Regions from separate parts of the Zea mays genome. Here region 2 is linked to region 1. A link is a contact called in public Hi-C data. All regions are on one chromosome and are shown on one strand. Each heading gives the region's core, a stretch centred on a gene start, on an enhancer-like site or on the middle of the called end of the contact. The rest is flanking DNA. Distances are from core to core; before and after follow the strand shown. Region 1 holds the start of LOC100283567. Region 2 holds the start of LOC100284614 (BCAS2 protein).

What was found. A called contact is a pair of places that touch in the nucleus more often than the background predicts.
Region 2: a contact with region 1 is called in a Hi-C map of tassel, with 5 times the contacts expected there. The contact joins the promoter of LOC100284614 here to the promoter of LOC100283567 in region 1. A contact is called at or near these places in 3 of 25 Hi-C or Micro-C datasets (ear, endosperm and tassel).

Annotation. Positions count from the first base shown.
Region 1 is chr3:39,500,146-39,503,200 of Zm-B73-REFERENCE-NAM-5.0, reverse strand. It overlaps LOC100283567, which reads right to left and starts at 1,674. Exons shown (of 2, transcript NM_001371947.1): 1 at 133-1,674. The coding sequence starts at 1,497. The coding sequence ends at 133. It overlaps LOC100383468 (putative splicing factor 3A subunit 1), which reads left to right and starts at 2,201. Exons shown (of 2, transcript NM_001176116.1): 1 at 2,201-3,055. The coding sequence starts at 2,277.
Region 2 is chr3:40,107,974-40,111,055 of Zm-B73-REFERENCE-NAM-5.0, reverse strand. LOC100284614 (BCAS2 protein) reads left to right here and starts at 1,440. Exons shown (of 7, transcript NM_001317967.1): 1 at 1,440-1,840. The coding sequence starts at 1,589.

The sequences.
Region 1 (3,055 bases), core at 425-2,924:
TCACTTATGGACATGCAAAACTAATTTTCATATCAGAACAAGTAAAATCGCAAGGTTTCTTTTAACGCAAAACAGAAATCAGAAAAAAATGTAGTTTCCTGCAGTTAGATGCATCTACCTGCCAAATCTTACCTAATGACCCATGTAATGTCTTCCAGGGCCTCCTGAAGAAGCACCCCCATACCCACCAGAACCACCGTAGCCACCCATATAACCACCTTGCATCCCCTGCACGCTGCTACCACCCAATGCACCAGTTGGCCCCTGCGGAGGCAACCCCGATCCATTAGCACCGACCCCCAGAATGCTATTAAAACTCAGCCCACCCCCCTGCTGGGTGGCAAGCAAAGCTGTCAAGGCCTGCCCCAGAGCAGGATCCACACCTGGGGCAGCAGAAATACCACCAGGCAATGAAGCCAATCCAGGTGCCAGAGGTGACATTGGCTGGACAATACCAACAGTTCCGGGCAGAGAATGACTAGTAGCTCCATAACCAGCAAACCCCTTGCCCCCACTTGAAGCTCCAGCACCGAAAAAACCTCCAGCTCCTCCTAATTTGTTCGGCTTTGGTCCATCAATCGCCTTCTGGCAGTGCAGCATCACTCCCTCAAAATGCTTATGTGGCTCCTCAAGAGCCTTCTTGGCACTTTCAATGGTCTTGTAGACAAAAAGAGCAAATCCCTTGGGTTTCCCAGTGACCTTGTCAAGACCAAGCGGGCCTTCCTCGATCTCACCAAACCTCGCAAAGAACTGAAGCAATTTCTGCGGATCGATATCTGCACCAACATTGCTGACAAATATCTTTCGTTGTGTATACTCTGACACTGGTGGCAACTGCAATTGAACCGGGGCTGGTGCAGCGCTGTTGGGCGCACCACCAGGGACAGGGCCAACAGAGGCGAGCTGGCAGGCGGTGCTGCGGTTACCAATCTTCTTCTGGGGCTCGCGTAGTGCAGCTCGGGCGCCGGAGCGGTGACGGAAGAGGATGAACCCGTACCCCTTGCACTTGCCCGTGTTGCGGTCGGTGACGACCTTGAGATCCTCTATCTCGCCGTATGGGCCGAAGGCCTCGGTGAGGGTGTCGGTTGTGGTGTCCCAGCCGAGGCCGTGTACGAAGATCTTCCGCTGAGCCGGGTCGGCGTCGGCCACGCGCCGGATGGTGGTTAGCACGTCGCCGTGAGCGATGGCAGCGTCGCGTAACAGCTCGACGAGCTGGTCCTTGGGGAACGAATCCAGCAGCGCCTGGATCGAAGCCTGGTCGCTCTCGCCTTCTTCTTCCTCTTCCACTTCCACTTCCTCCTCGACCTCCACCTCCTCGATTTCCTCTACATCCTCGCCGCCTGCCCCCTGCGGCAGCTTCTCCATCGTAGCCTCGACGGGGGCGAGGACCTCGGATAGACCAGCGGCCTTAGCGGTGGCAGACCTGGTGGTCGGGGAGGCCTTAACCGGCGTGAACCCTGCCGCCGATTTGGGCTCGAGCTTCCGCTTCTTGCCCATAGCAACGGCGATACGGCGTGGGAAGACGGGAATTGCGTCGTGCTAGGGTTTCGATGGAGAGGAGATTGGGGAACGAGGGGAAGACTTTTGCCGTTTCATATAGCTGAAGTAGGCAAGTAGCTAACGCGGCGTCGGACGGGCTGTCTGTGCATCATGTGACCTGGACCTGAATAATGTAAGAAAGGCCCACCAACAGAATTGGCGGTTGGTTTTTCTTCCTCTTCCAAGGCTTTCTCCAACAGTGAAAGCAAATGAAAAAAAAGTTAATTAGTTATGTGTTATTATATACTTTTTCTGGTTTTGATATCTGCCATTGAAATTTTTTAGCAACCATTAAATTTTTTATATTTGGAATACGTCATTTTATACTGATCTTACCTTCTCCAACAGGCTGCCGAGCCTGCCCATCACCCATCAGAGCACTTGCTGTCATCCCAACTATCTCTCCGTGTACACCCCAGTCATTAGTCATTACAGACCTTGCTCCTAAAAATTATTCAATAGGAACACTGAATACTGCAAGATTATGAAGTAATAGTGGATCGTTTATCTGTAAAAAAAATCACTCACAACTGCAAAAAAGCAGCCATTCACAACTGCAAAAAAAAAAACAATTACCGACAACCACAAGGCCACAACCCTCCAATCGTATATTCGTATGGCTGCCGTGACGGGGTCTGTCGTGTCTCGTAGGAGTGACGGGGTCTGTCGTGTCTCGACCCGACCTCCCTCCCTCCCTCCTTCCGTTCCGATCTAAACCCGCCGAAACCCTAATCCTCATGCCCGCCGCCATGGGCACCCCCATCCTGACCCTCCCCGCACCGGATGGCAACGGCACCGGTGGCGGCGACGCCAACCAGCAGCTGCTGCAGGCGCCGCCAAAGCCTCCCCCTCCCGGCGCGAAGACGGACCCCCCGGCGACGGTGGCCACCCACACGCGCACCATCGGCATCATCCACCCTCCGCCCGACATCCGCGTCATTATCGAGAAGACGGCTACCTTCGTCGCCAAGAACGGACCCGAGTTCGAGCGCCGCATCATCTCCCTCAACCAGGGCAACGCCAAATTCAACTTCCTCCAGCCCTCGGATCCCTACCACGCCTACTACCAGCACCGCGTTTCCGAGATAGCCGCTACGCCGCCCAGCGCGGACGGCCTCTCGGGCGCGGAGACTGACACGGCTCCCGCCGAAGCGCCAGCGTCGACCCCGGCCGACGGCGCCGCCGCCGTACCCGCAGATGGCGCCGCTGTGGACACAAAGGCCGACCACTCCGCGCCCTTCCGCGTGGTGCCGCCGCCCAAGGTGCTGGTGCCACCCAAGGCGGAGCTGTACACGGTGCGGCTGCCCGAGGGTATCACAGGGGAGGAGCTAGACATCATCAAGCTGACCGCCCAATTTGTGGCGCGGAACGGGAAGAACTTCCTGACGAGCCTGGCACAGCGCGAGAGCAACAACATGCAGTTCCACTTCATCCGGCCCACGCACAGCATGTTCCCCTTCTTTACGGAGCTCACAGATGCGTACTCCAGGGTGCTGAGGCCGGCAGAGGGGGTGCC
Region 2 (3,082 bases), core at 191-2,690, 610 kb before region 1:
AGAGGAGGCCCTTGCCCCTCTTTTTATAGCCATGGTGGGGGGATTAGGGGGAGGGATGAGAGGATTAGTGGGAGGATGAGAGGATTAGTGGGAGGATGAGAGGATTAGTGGGAGATTAGCATGGATTTGTCTTATATGAGTGTAATTAGCTTGTAGAGCTCAATGTATGACACCGGAGGCATACATATACGTGTGAGCATGAGGAAAGTTATGAAGAAAATATTTGTAGGGACTTCAAAAATGATTCTGAAGGTATTTCTCAGGAAGAAAATACTTGGAGATATATCGGTGGAATATTTGGGCAGTATTTCTGAAAGAGTTTGAGGGTGATCACCGGGGAAATATTTGTAGGATATTTTGAGGAGGATTTTAGAGACAATATAGACCACTATATTTTATTTGATGATATCAACTTGCAAACAAACATTTTAAAATGAAATTTGAAATTCATTTTGAATTTAGAGCAAGTTTGAGAAAATTCCAAGATTTGAATTTTTGGGATGCTACATGCATATATGTTTACACATTAGGTTGATAATGCCTTGTATCATATGCTTTTGGTTCACTCAGCTTTTCCAAAAGGTAGGGTTCATGTGTTGAGCACCATATGTGCCCCCTGGAGAGGTCAAATGGTCTGACTTTGTAGCTGGACATTCGGGCCGCGAATGGTCCGCTCATAGACACAGATGATCCATGGTTAGGTTAGATGAGGCGGATAAGCCCTTTTTCCGTGCGTGTTTATCCATTTAAAACCGTGGATTCTGTTGGCGAACGCGTAGGAATGAGTCTAGACATCCCTTATATTTATGAAGGTATACGATCGATTGTAGACACTAACAATCGAATCAAATCAATATATCTTCCGTTCCTTTACTTTTTGCCCTAGAAGTAGCCAGTAACGTAGTCTTATTTATCTCAATCCTCACATCTCTTTGACTCTACGTCATCTGAAGGCATCTTAGGTGGCCTGCCGACCCCAAGATAAACCCTAGTATCAGTCCTCTCTGACGGGTCCCTCCCAGTAGGCGAGGTCTAGGTGCTGTTAGCGAACGCCACGCTCCTGCGCACACGTGGATCGTCCGACTCGATGCAGCGAAACCTGCTCCTGCCGTCAGGTCGTGGACCGTCCGCACCGCCGCAGAGAGTCAAGCGAAACAAATCCCATTGATTAGCACTCAGATCTGTGCCAACAATTATATAATCAATGAGTTGAAACAAACCTGAAGTAAGTTAATGGATAGGTTTCAGTTTTAACGACAAATATACAATGGAGATATCAGATAGAAACGATGTGATGCATGGATATCTCGTTTCTAGCTTTCAACAAAAAAAGAATGTTCATTCACACCAGTTCAATGGTTCAATAGAGTGCTGACGGGTTCTCTCCCTAGAGAGAAAAAAAAAACAGTAGACACGGGCCTTTCGAACCGTGCTCAATCCAAAACGCCAAACGGCCCACGTGCGCCGCGTTTCCTCCATCTCCATCCGGCCATCCCACCTCCGCTTCCTCCTCCGCGCCGGCCTACGCGACTGCTTCCCTCTCTCTCTCGAGTCTCGACTCTCGACTGCGCCGCTACAGCCTGACGCGATGGCCTCGTCGGCGACGAGAGAGGTTCTCATGCTTGAGGCGCCTCCGCCGTCCGACCCCGCTGCGGGGCCCTGGCGCGCGGTGCCGGACGCGGAGGCCATTGACGCGCTGCCCTACATCGACGGCGACTACGGCGATGCGGCGGTGAAGCGGGAGGTCGATCGCCTCGTCGAGGAGGAGATGCGCCGAGGGAAGCGCAAGCCTGCAGACTTCCTCCGGGACCTGCCCCCTGTTCCCACCGCCGGATTCGAGGTACAGTTGCAGAGATTTCTTAGCCCCAAAGGTATATTGGGGAGTAGCTCGAACCCATTACGTTTTCTCCGCGGATGTTAGGGGCTTAGCATAAGGTTGCAGCTTCGTCGATGTTAGCAGGTGCGATCTGCGTTTAGGGTTCAAAGGAGGGTCGTGCGGGAGCTAGGGTTTGCAGTTGTAGAGGTCACAGTGAACCAAGTTAGCTGGATGGATTATAAATATATGTTTTCGTTATTTAGATTTTGTGGAGCTCTAAGGCTGAATCCAACCATTCCCCCTCTCAAATCCCCCTATTCACATTCTCTATTCATATTTAAATACCTCCCTCTTCCCTCTATTAAATTGGTTGGAGACCGCCTAAGTAAATTAACTTGGTTGGGTCAATGTATCTCTGCATTGTTTAGACTTTATAACTAATTAACTATTGCATATGAAATTGAAGTTTTAGTTGACAACCCCTTTACATTTTACCTGCGAACCATTTAGGGGGTGTTTGGTTTCTAGGGACTAATTTTTAGTCCCTACATTTTATTCCACTTTAGTTACAAAATTATCAAATATAGAAACTAAAACTCTATTTTAGTTTCTATATTTGTCAATTTATATACTAAAATGGAACAAAATGAAGGGACTAAACATTAGTCCCTAGAAACCAAACACCCCCTTAATTGGGTTGTATAATAGGTATAACATCTAACAGTCACAGTTTTGTGATCCGTTTCTGTAACAGTGCATGTTAAGCTGGGGCATCATGCTCTTGTAGTCTGTCTTTTGTTACAGTACTTTAGATGGACATCCTGCACAGATCAAGGATTTTTGTGCTAGATGTTTACTTCGGGCTCAGATAAAGGAATAATGCTCAGAAAAGGACCTGCTTATGCTTTTATTAGTTCGATGGATTGATTGATGTTTACTTCTGATGGATTTGAGGTTACACCTCATCTGGTCATGACACTGAGGTCTGAGGATCAAGCATTGACCATTTATGATGAAGTATGCATCTCTAATTGAAATTCAATATTGAAACATGACTTGGAAGTTTTTAACAGAATATTCTGTACTATTTAGTGAGCACTGTTATTAAACTTGGACCTTGTGAAGCTACTATCTTCTTTTTCATGTATTTCAATTCCATAGTCCATAGATATCTTAGATATACTTGATTTTTAACTATTGTGTCATATCAAAACCGGAACCTTGATCTGAATCAAGAAATCCGCAGGTTTTGACTGTTTGAAAATC